Linked DNA regions of Gossypium raimondii: region 2 is linked to region 1. Evidence: chromatin contacts called from public Hi-C data. All regions are on one chromosome and are shown on one strand. Each heading gives the region's core, a stretch centred on a gene start, on an enhancer-like site or on the middle of the called end of the contact. The rest is flanking DNA. Distances are from core to core; before and after follow the strand shown. Region 1 has its middle 35 kb from the start of LOC105794322. Region 2 holds the start of LOC105796177 (probable ascorbate-specific transmembrane electron transporter 1).

What was found. Hi-C and Micro-C count contacts between places; a contact is called where the count stands out from the background.
Region 2: a Hi-C map of leaf shows a contact between it and region 1, with 2.6 times the contacts expected there. The contact joins the promoter of LOC105796177 here to the enhancer-like site in region 1. A contact is called at or near these places in 2 of 2 Hi-C or Micro-C datasets (both in leaf).

The regions. Positions count from the first base shown.
Region 1 is chr3:42,486,641-42,491,563 of ASM2569854v1, reverse strand. It overlaps the pseudogene LOC105794323. Among protein-coding and RNA genes, the nearest start is that of LOC105794322, 35 kb to the right of the region's middle. Within about 2 kb of position 2,418, the one cell type or tissue checked has open chromatin away from gene starts, as enhancers often do. A contact at or near this core is called in leaf, where this site is marked.
Region 2 is chr3:42,565,032-42,569,954 of ASM2569854v1, reverse strand. It overlaps LOC105796177 (probable ascorbate-specific transmembrane electron transporter 1), which reads left to right and starts at 2,097. Exons shown (of 5, transcript XM_012625779.2): 1 at 2,097-2,190; 2 at 2,283-2,455; 3 at 2,617-2,665; 4 at 2,918-3,123; 5 at 3,201-3,458. The coding sequence starts at 2,145. The coding sequence ends at 3,458.

The DNA of each region.
Region 1 (4,923 bases), core at 1,169-3,668:
GAGATATTCCACTTTTAATTCTTTATGCAGATGATGACGGATGAAAATCATTACTTTTGCCTTGTATTGATTAGATGCTTCCTCATCTACCCCTAGACCTTTAGCATCTAGGTGAATTTCAACATCTAGCACCCATGACAAATAATTCTTGCTTGAGATGTCTAGGGCCGCAAATTCAAGTTTGACAAGATTTGACATTATACTCACTAAAAAAAATTGTAAAATAATAAGCATTCTCAATAGAAAAACAATCCAAATATATATATATATATACCAAATTTGCGGAATAATAATATGTATGTCAAATATTGGCATAGAGAGGAATAGTCATAATAATAACTTAAGACAAATTGAAATAATTGAAATTTCTTTTAGTAACCTTAAAAAATATGTATATATAATTATCATTATAATATTTATATAAAATTGATTTGTATGCTTTGAATATTTCTCTTTTATAGAAATATAATGAACATATTACAACAATGATATGTATATCGTATATCGTATATCGTATATCGTATATCGTATATAGTTCAACGGGAGCTTTACGAGCAAGGTATATATAGTCGCAATGACGTGAACTTTGCTATGAACTTGTAAAGGCTTGTGCTGATAACATATTATAAAACTAAAAGAAGAATACAAAGATTAAGAGAGAAAGAAAGATAAAGAAATAAAATGATGATTCAATTTTTACTTAGAGATACAATAAACTTGCACATGCCCTCTATTTATAAGGTTTCAAGTACCATAAGTTACAAATTATTAAGGACCAACATTAAGGTACCTGATAAATGATTTAGAGTTTACAAGATAACGAATTTACACATTCTTTAGGGATTACAATAGGATAAATTTGTGGGGGTTGTGGACATTCATTTATTAATGGATTTACAATACCATTCACTTTGATCTTACTCATTTTTTCATTTGCTTTGTTGTTTTATGCTCTCTTCATTTTTATCTTTTTTCCCTCTTTTTTCATGTAGATTGGCGTTGGCTCCACTCTTCCCAAATCATTAATAATGTATATGTGTTTTATTTATAACTCAAAGCAAAATCTTAACTTGAAACAAAATCTAGGCTTAAAACATTACTTTCATTCTTAACAATAGTAAAATTTTCTATCATCAATGGCCTATCTGTAGGATTTTCCTAATTATTATGAAAAGAAATAAATGAGAAAATATTAAGAATGAAGAGGACAAGAGAGAAGAGCGAAATATTCCATTATATAGCTTCAATTCTTTGGTAAGTTTCAAATTTTGAAATTTGAGAATTTTTTTAATTTATAATACAAAGTACCCTAGTTTTTTTATTCTAGACCCATCATTTCTTTCTTGTAACTCTATTTACTAGATTGATTAGGTTTTTGAGTAACTTTCAATTTTGGAAAATTTTATAATCTGAAGTGCTCTTTTTCTTCTCCAAACCCACTATTTGTTTTATCGAATTTCAAGTCAATATTTTACTTTCAGCTATAAATATATATATATATATATTATTTTAATAATTTATGAAGAGTGGAGCTAGTGTTGATTTGCATGAAAAGGAGAAAAAAGGGTAAAGAAAGATGAAAATAAAGAATGTGTAAAACAACAAAGCAAATGAAAAACGAGTAGGATGAAAATGAATGTGTATTTTGATGTTTTATTTTGTGAAAGTTCAAAGACTAATTTTTGATGAGATTGGATATAAAATTAGCCGCAAAATTCTTGGCTTTTCTTTGTTGCAATTGATTTTTATATGATTTTATAATTTATTTTAAGACTTTTTAACAATTATTGTTAAGAAAATTTAAAATATCAAAATAATTTTTAATTATAGTATTAACTATTAACCTTTTGAAATAAGGAGCAACGTTAGTTTTCTTAATGGAGGTTAACAGTCTAGTGATAAAATGTAACAATTTAATACCATTAGCGACTATTACGCAACTTTTGAAAGTTGATGACTAAAATATAAATTTAAACAAAGCTTAAGAACAATTATTATGAATTACCCTCTTTTAATATAAATTGACTTCTAAGCTCATATTTAATATCCAAACCAAAACACGGAAAAACTTGAATTATATAATGTTAATATTTAAAAATCCCAATTAGTTAGCCATTGAGATTTTTATTTGAATTTCAAAATTAAGTGATAATGTATAAATATATTATTTAGCAGTAATTTTAAAATGGTAAGGAATTTATGAGTGTTAATAATTTTGTAAATATATAGCACATTGAAATCCAATTAATTTTTTCATGATATATACCATTTATATAACAAATGGAATCCGGAACACAAAATAAAAGTATTGTGAAATTTAGAACCAAATTAAAATTGGAGGACCTAGTATGAAATTAATCCCGAAAGATTACATGTTTTTAGGGAAAATGATGCCTGTGGGGCTTCAGTAGCAGCAAGCCCACATGGCCGACATCCACATCGAGTGGGAGGGGTAAGAATTCTTAAGATGAGAAAAAAGATAAAACGTAAAAGTGTGAATACAAGAATGATGAAATATTGTGGTTTTGGCCCCCATCTCATCTCCAACTTATTCCATCAACATCTTCTATTTCTTTCTTTCAAATTTCTACCAACTTCTTTTTCTCTACCAATTACTAACACAAAACTCATAAATTTTGAATTATGATACACAGTGGCAACAACGTATCTGCAAAAATCTTAAAAAGTCGATTTAGTTTTACTTTGAAAAGCAAAGAAGAAAGTGGGAAAACAATATACATAAATAAAATGTGCATTAAACAGAAGAAAAAGGAAGAACAGATCAAAGCAGAGCCAAGGGAGAAAAAAACACACCTTTCTACTTTATTTCTTTAGATATATATTATTCAAGGTACTATAATGTACAGGCAAAACACTGTTCCCTTTCAAAATGACCCCCGCATTTCTTTCTCCAAACATCTTTCTCTTTCTTTTTTCTTTATTTGTGGTCTTTACTTTTTGTGCTCTGCTGCGAGATTTGTTGCTGGTCAATTTGCAGGATTTGATTTTAATATAGAAAAAATAAACAGTGAAGGTGCTCTTCTCAATTTGCCTTTGTTGCTTTAAACTAAAACACCACTTTCATGCTTGGAAGTTAACATGATTAGTGTTGTTCCTCTGTGAAATCCCATTTTTTATTAAATATAGCAAGAGAAAAAAGAAAACCTCATTTTTCTATTGAGGGAGATAATGAGATATTTTTGGAGTTTGAGCTGTTTTACATCTTTTGAAACTCATGCTTGTCTCTGAGAATTGATAACTTGCCTTGTATGGTGAGTCCGTGTTTGCTTGTGTTTTTTAGCTTAGATTTGAAGTGGGTATCAAAGAAAGAAGAAGAAAAACAAGTTGAGATGGTATTGTGCATTTGGTAATGGGTCTTAAATTGCAGCAAAGCCATCACCACCAATCAGTGGCTGTCAAAGGGAATGAACAAATGGGGACCAAAAGAGGATACACATTTATTCAGTCTAACAGGGATTGGTTACCAAAACTTATTTTGCTTTGGGTAATGGTGATGGGTTTTATCAGCACTTGGATCTACAAAAAAATGGATGCTGACAACAACGTGAGGAGGGAAGAAGTACTAAGTAGCATGTGTGACCAAAGGGCGAGGATGTTGCAGGATCAGTTCAGTGTTAGTGTTAACCATGTTCATGCCTTAGCCCTTCTTGTCGCCACTTTCCATTACTACAAGAATCCATCTGCTATCGATCAGGTTTGTAAAATTTTGTTTTGGTCTTGAAAATCCTGAATGACATATGAGTTGGTTGTGGCTTATTTTGCAAGAAATGCAGGAGACCTTTGCGGAGTACACTGCTAGAGCTGCTTTCGAGAGGCCATTGCTTAGTGGGGTGGCCTATGCAGAAACAGTGGTACATTCTGGGAGGGAGAAATTTGAGAAGCAACATGGCTGGACAATAAAGACAATGCAGAGAGAACCTTCTCGTCTCCGAGATGAATACGCTCCTGTGATATTCTCTCAAGAAACTATTTCTTACATTGAATCACTTGACATGATGTCTGGGGAGGTAAATACTTTGCTGTTTATGGTTATTAGGCTTTTACATTTAATTTCATTGTTAGAATTGACTGCCAATGTGCAGGAGGATCGAGAAAACATCGTAAGGGCTAGGGCTACTGGGAAAGCTGTCCTAACTAGCCCTTTCAGGCTACTCGGTTCTCATCATCTTGGTGTTGTGTTGACATTCCCTGTTTACAAATCCAAGCTCCCGCCAAAACCGACTATGGAAGAGCGAATTGTAGCCACTGCAGGGTATGTCCTGCACCTTATCTTTAAATTGGAATCCCACTTTATTGTTTGCAAGCTCTTGCCATTAGAGTTAGTGAATATGTCTGACTTAGTTTTGAAATTTATTGGTTGAATGAAAAAGTTGCACAAGATAATTTGAGAGTGTTGATGATGACTAAAAAGGTTTAGAGTTTATTGTCGATGAAATTGTGCTAGAATGCACATTTCAACCAATATGTTTATAGTTTAGACCTTGGTTTTGATTTGGGGTGGTGAAGTTAGTTATTCGAAGGTATATAAGTTAAGCAGAAAATTTAATGCTATATAGAAATCTTCTGTTTTTCTCCCAAGTTTCTAGGGTAGTTGCTGCTTTGGTTATACTGACATTACACGTTTGATACCATTGCCGGCTTGGCTACACCTGATCATTATCATTTTCTCAATGAATTTTTGTTTTTGCTTTTATATATTAGTATAGTTAGAGTTGGCAAAACTGCCCTGGCCGCAAAAGTTCGCTCCTGCTAATCCAAGCTCGTAAGAATTCAAGTCTGAGAAAGTTTAAGCTCGTGCCCGAGAAAATTCGGGCCTAAGAAAGCCTAAGCTTGAGCTCGGCTTGGCTCAAGCCCAAGATTAATCCAATATAAAGCCCAAAAAAGCTTGAGTTTATAATTTAA
Region 2 (4,923 bases), core at 848-3,347, 79 kb before region 1:
GGTGGTATATCTTAATTAAAAAATTCACAAAAACTTGTGCATCCAACCACTTTCGGCAATAGATTACAAATTACCAAAGTAATATAAACTGGAAGGTGCAGTAATATATTTTCTATTGCCGTCCAAGTTGGGACAAAAGCATCGGAAATTGGCAAATTTAGACGAGTTTCTATGCATCAAAACATGAAAACAAATGAAAGAAAATTGAGCATAAAATCAAGAGCAACACAACACACTCTCCCAATCTAAATCAACTCTAATTTTATTTTATGTGGGAATAATTTAATAATAATAATAAGAGGGGCCAATATTAGAAGATGGAGACACTGTCTTCTTCAAGTAGTTATGCCTCTGAAAGCTTAAAAAAGGGAAATTATTTTGCTTACCTGACAACCACTATATACTGTGATGATTTCCTTTGGTAATCCCATAATTAAAAAAAAAAGAGGAAATGAAGTAATGATGGCACTATACAATCAATGACCTTCATAAGTTGAATCTTTGAAATAGTGGGAGACCTGCATCAATCATACCCAACCCTTCTTTACTTTTTTATTTCCCCTAATCAAATTCTTTTTGTAAATTGTATAATACATTTAAAGAATGGTAACCTCAAAGATTTAGAAATATTGAAGATATATTACCGTATCTTTGAAGGGAAAGGAAATAAACAAGGAAGGAAGAGAGTGTAAAATTGTAATACATATAATGAAGCAATGGGGTTGGTCCTGAATTTAGAGGCAAGTGCATACAAAATGACATGGTTATAGAATCATGACTTGCCTTTTTCTTTTTTTTTTTTGTGAATAGTGGGATTTTCGTCGCTGAGTTATTTAGTACAGCTGCTAGCTTAGGTAGGGTGGAGTGGTGAGTATAGGGTTTGGTTTGCTGCAATGCAATGAATGAGGTTAGCAAACATTATTGCACAACAAGTGTTTTGTAGACCTAGGAAACTTTGTCAAAAGTTTCAATCCAACCATTTCCAAATCTGGTTCAAATTCAAGTGAAAAAATAAAAACCATGCTTTTGTGCTTTAGTTTTCAGTGCTTAATTATCCGTTGAACATATTGGCTGGAACTTCTTCGAGGCATTGTAACTTTGCAGACCCCGTTTTAGATATGATAATTTAAGATACAACCCAGATTTGATTTGCTACGGACAAATGAGCAATGAGAAGGAATATTAAGTGAAACTTTAGAATGACCCATTTTATGTGGGTTGGGGTCAACTTTGAGGCCTATGTCAAAATGGTTATTGGCTGGCAACAAGTATTACTAACGGCATTTTTTAGTCCTAATATAGATCCAAAATGGCTAAGAGCTTAGCATCAATCTTCTAGAGCCAGGCCTAGTTTGGCAATCACAACTTCCTGGGCTGCTGGGAGTTCGAGACTCAGGTTTTAAGCTTAGGTCGTGATATGGATCAATACAAGTTGATCAAGTTCTTGGTTATAAAAAAGAAGATGAAACATGTTTGACCCGTAATAAGTTTTATACATATATTATTATAAAATAATATAACTAGTCATTTTAAATGACTATAACTATAAAAAAAAAACTCAATTAGCATTGCAACAACGTGCAGAATGTGAGTTTGATCTCACTTAAGATTTAAGGGTTTGGGAGGATTTATAGGTAAAAGAAAGCTTGTATAAAAAGAAAGATAGGTAATGAAAACTGGTATTATTATAATTATATATAAAATTACAATATATGAGAAATAATCATATTACACCCTCATTAAAATTACATAAAAGAGTTATTTAAATATACTAGCAAAAAAGTAAATACTAAGTAGTACAGTTATTATTACTTTTACATAAAAACTTCTCTTTGGCAAGATATTATGGAATTATTTACAAACTTAAATTAATGTATTTTATTTTAATTTAAAATGCAAGAAATATTTGAAGAGTTTAGCTAATCGCACAAGTTGAGTTTTAGAAATGGACGAACTAAATCATTAGTAAAATTTATGATATGAACACCTTTGGCTTTTCTTATGGCTCCAAACGCTGCCTATTCTCCGCAATAACCCCAAACCACAAACAAACAATCGAATGCAAGCCTTACTAAGTTCTCTGCATGATTGGTAATTGAAACCATTAAGTCTCATACATACTTTAATTAGCCCCAATATTGTTCATGTTATTGGAGTTGTCACCATTGAATCAGCCGGCTGGACGGTTTGGTAGTATCTTCCCCAATCAAACCAAAAGCTCTCTTTGTTAATGGCTCAAATGATTTTATATAACACTACTGACTACTGAGTTCTCCATCTAGGTTCTGCAGATGCAATGGCGCCTAAGAGCAGAAGCTACCAAATTTCTGCAACCCCTGTTACAGTATTTGGACATTTGTTGTTTATAGCAGTGACAACCCTTGTGCTAGTTTGGCTTCTCAAGTTCCGGGAAGGCCTTGCTTCTGAATCTGCTAATAAGTTAAAGATTTTCAATGTGAGTTCATTTGCGTTGAGAATCCCTTCTCTTTCTTCAGAAACTGTTTCATATCTTTGTTTCTATATGATATGTGGAGGACCTATTGTTCTTGCATGGATCAGTTTGCTTCTATGCCTACATTTTAATCTCTTTCAGCTCCCCCCCCCTCTCATTTGCAGCTTCATCCACTTCTAATGGTGATTGGATTCATATTAATGGCTGGAGAAGGTAAGTAGTAATTGTCAGTGGCTTTTCATGTATATTAACATAATTAATTCAAACATTATGTCTATGTTGCTCTACTCTTTCATTTTCTTGAATGTCTAATGTTCCGTACGATATATTTCCAGATTATATATTAGAGTATCATTGAAGACCACCAAATATATGAAAAACTTTTAATGAATTTTATTGAAATAAGGAAATCTGATTGAAAAGTGATGTGCATTATTGTTATGACTGAACATATATATAAAACAGCAATCATGGCATACAAGTCAACCCCAAGTAGAAGAGACATACAAGTGCAAAAGGCAGTCCACCTAACATTGCAAACCATTGCTCTTGGTTGTGGGATCTTTGGGATTGTTGTAATCTTCAAATTCCATAATGAGACCAACATGCCTGACATGGTTACCTTACATTCTTGGCTAGGCATGATTACCATATGCTTATTTGGTTTACAGGTACCTAAAATTTTAATCAATTTCATTCTAATTCAGTTAGGAATTTAAAACAAAAACATCCCTATCTGGTATTGCAGTATTTGCTAGGATTCTTCTCGTATGTGTTCCCAGGTGCAGAATCATATTCAAGAGCAGCCTATCTGCCATGGCACACTTTTGGTGGCTTACTTATCTTCTTCTTAGCAATATGCACAGCTGAGATGGGATTGCTTCAAAAGTTCCTTTCGTTATTCCTAACTCGCTCCCAAGAAGCTCTCATTGTCAACTTTATAGGATTGTTGCTTTTCCTATTTGCAGTTGCTGTTGCCCTCACTGTGGTTCTCCCCAGATATTAGTCATGGTTCTTTACTTTCAAATTATTGGACAATTTTATGAAGAAAATTCATGAAAATTCATTATTGCCGGGACTCAAAACTTTTTCCATTTTCTTTCTTCCTTTGTCATACCTAATAATCATTTTTGGATTTTTAAAAAATAATAACAATAATTCTTTTAACTTTTTTATTTTTCAAAGATAAAAAGTCTCAACTAAAACTAAATGTTGATTTCATTAACGACACCGTGTCACATTAGTCCCTGCAAAATCAGCCATGCAAATGGACATCTTCAAGTCTATAATTTTGGGGGTTTATTTATAAAATGAGCTTCAACAAATAACCCAAGTATCGGTAAAAGTATTATAAAGATATTTATATTAAAAATTAAATTGTATTTTAATTCCTTCACTCAAAAATAGAAAAAATTAGTCCTTATATATTAAATCAAAAGTAAATTAGTTATTTTTGTTAAAAATTTCATTCATTTACATTGTTAAAAATAGGTGTAGCTAATGAAATAATTAAAAGTGATACGTGATGTGCCACGTATACCTCATGCTAATTACATGGGCCTGTTTTTAATAGTAGAAATATATGTAATTTTTAATAGAATGATCAATTTACTCTTTAGTCTAAGATATAGAGATTAATTTATTTATTTTTAAATGAAGGAAACAAAATGCAGTCCAATCCCACTTTTAACACATGACGTTGGATTGCTTGGATTCCTTGGCTTACAATTGGCACAAGTAGGCTAATATTGGCTTTATCCCATTAATTGCATTGTTTTATCCTTAAGATTATTGACATATTCTATTGGGTATTAACGTTTTAAATTAATTATAATTTGTCGGTTTCTTTTGACCTTAAATTAGATGACCTTTTGGCTTTCCAAGATTTTCCCATATATACCTAGTCATCTATATCATATTATTCGTAATCTTAAAATCCATGCTGTTTCCTTAAATTTTATTTTATTTTCTTTAACCTTAATTATGATCATAAATAGTGAAGATTTATTTAAAGCAATGATTGAAAACTCTTGTTTAAAGTTTAAATCTTATATATATTTTATTTATTTAATATTGTAATGATAAAAATTTATCATCTTAGTCCACTTTCAACAGTGTTTTTTTGGGGGTATTAGGTGTCTAATTAATCTTGTCATGATGTGTTCTATAAAATCAAAGAATCTATTCTTGGTAGATTAAAAAGATCTTGTCGTAAGAACATATATCTTCTTCTGTCGTGTCCTTATTTCTTTCAATTCAGCACTTTCTTTTTTTCTCCCCCTTCAACTACTAATGTCTATAAATGGGATATTATTTTTATCCATCTAACTCAAAAAAATTTAATATTTATAAAAATAATCCTGGTTCAAAAATATTCACTAAAATAACCTGAAATGAACAATAAATTTGGGTTTCAGGAACCCAATGGCCTGCACCACCTTGTGTTTTGGCCCTATCATTACTTGATGATT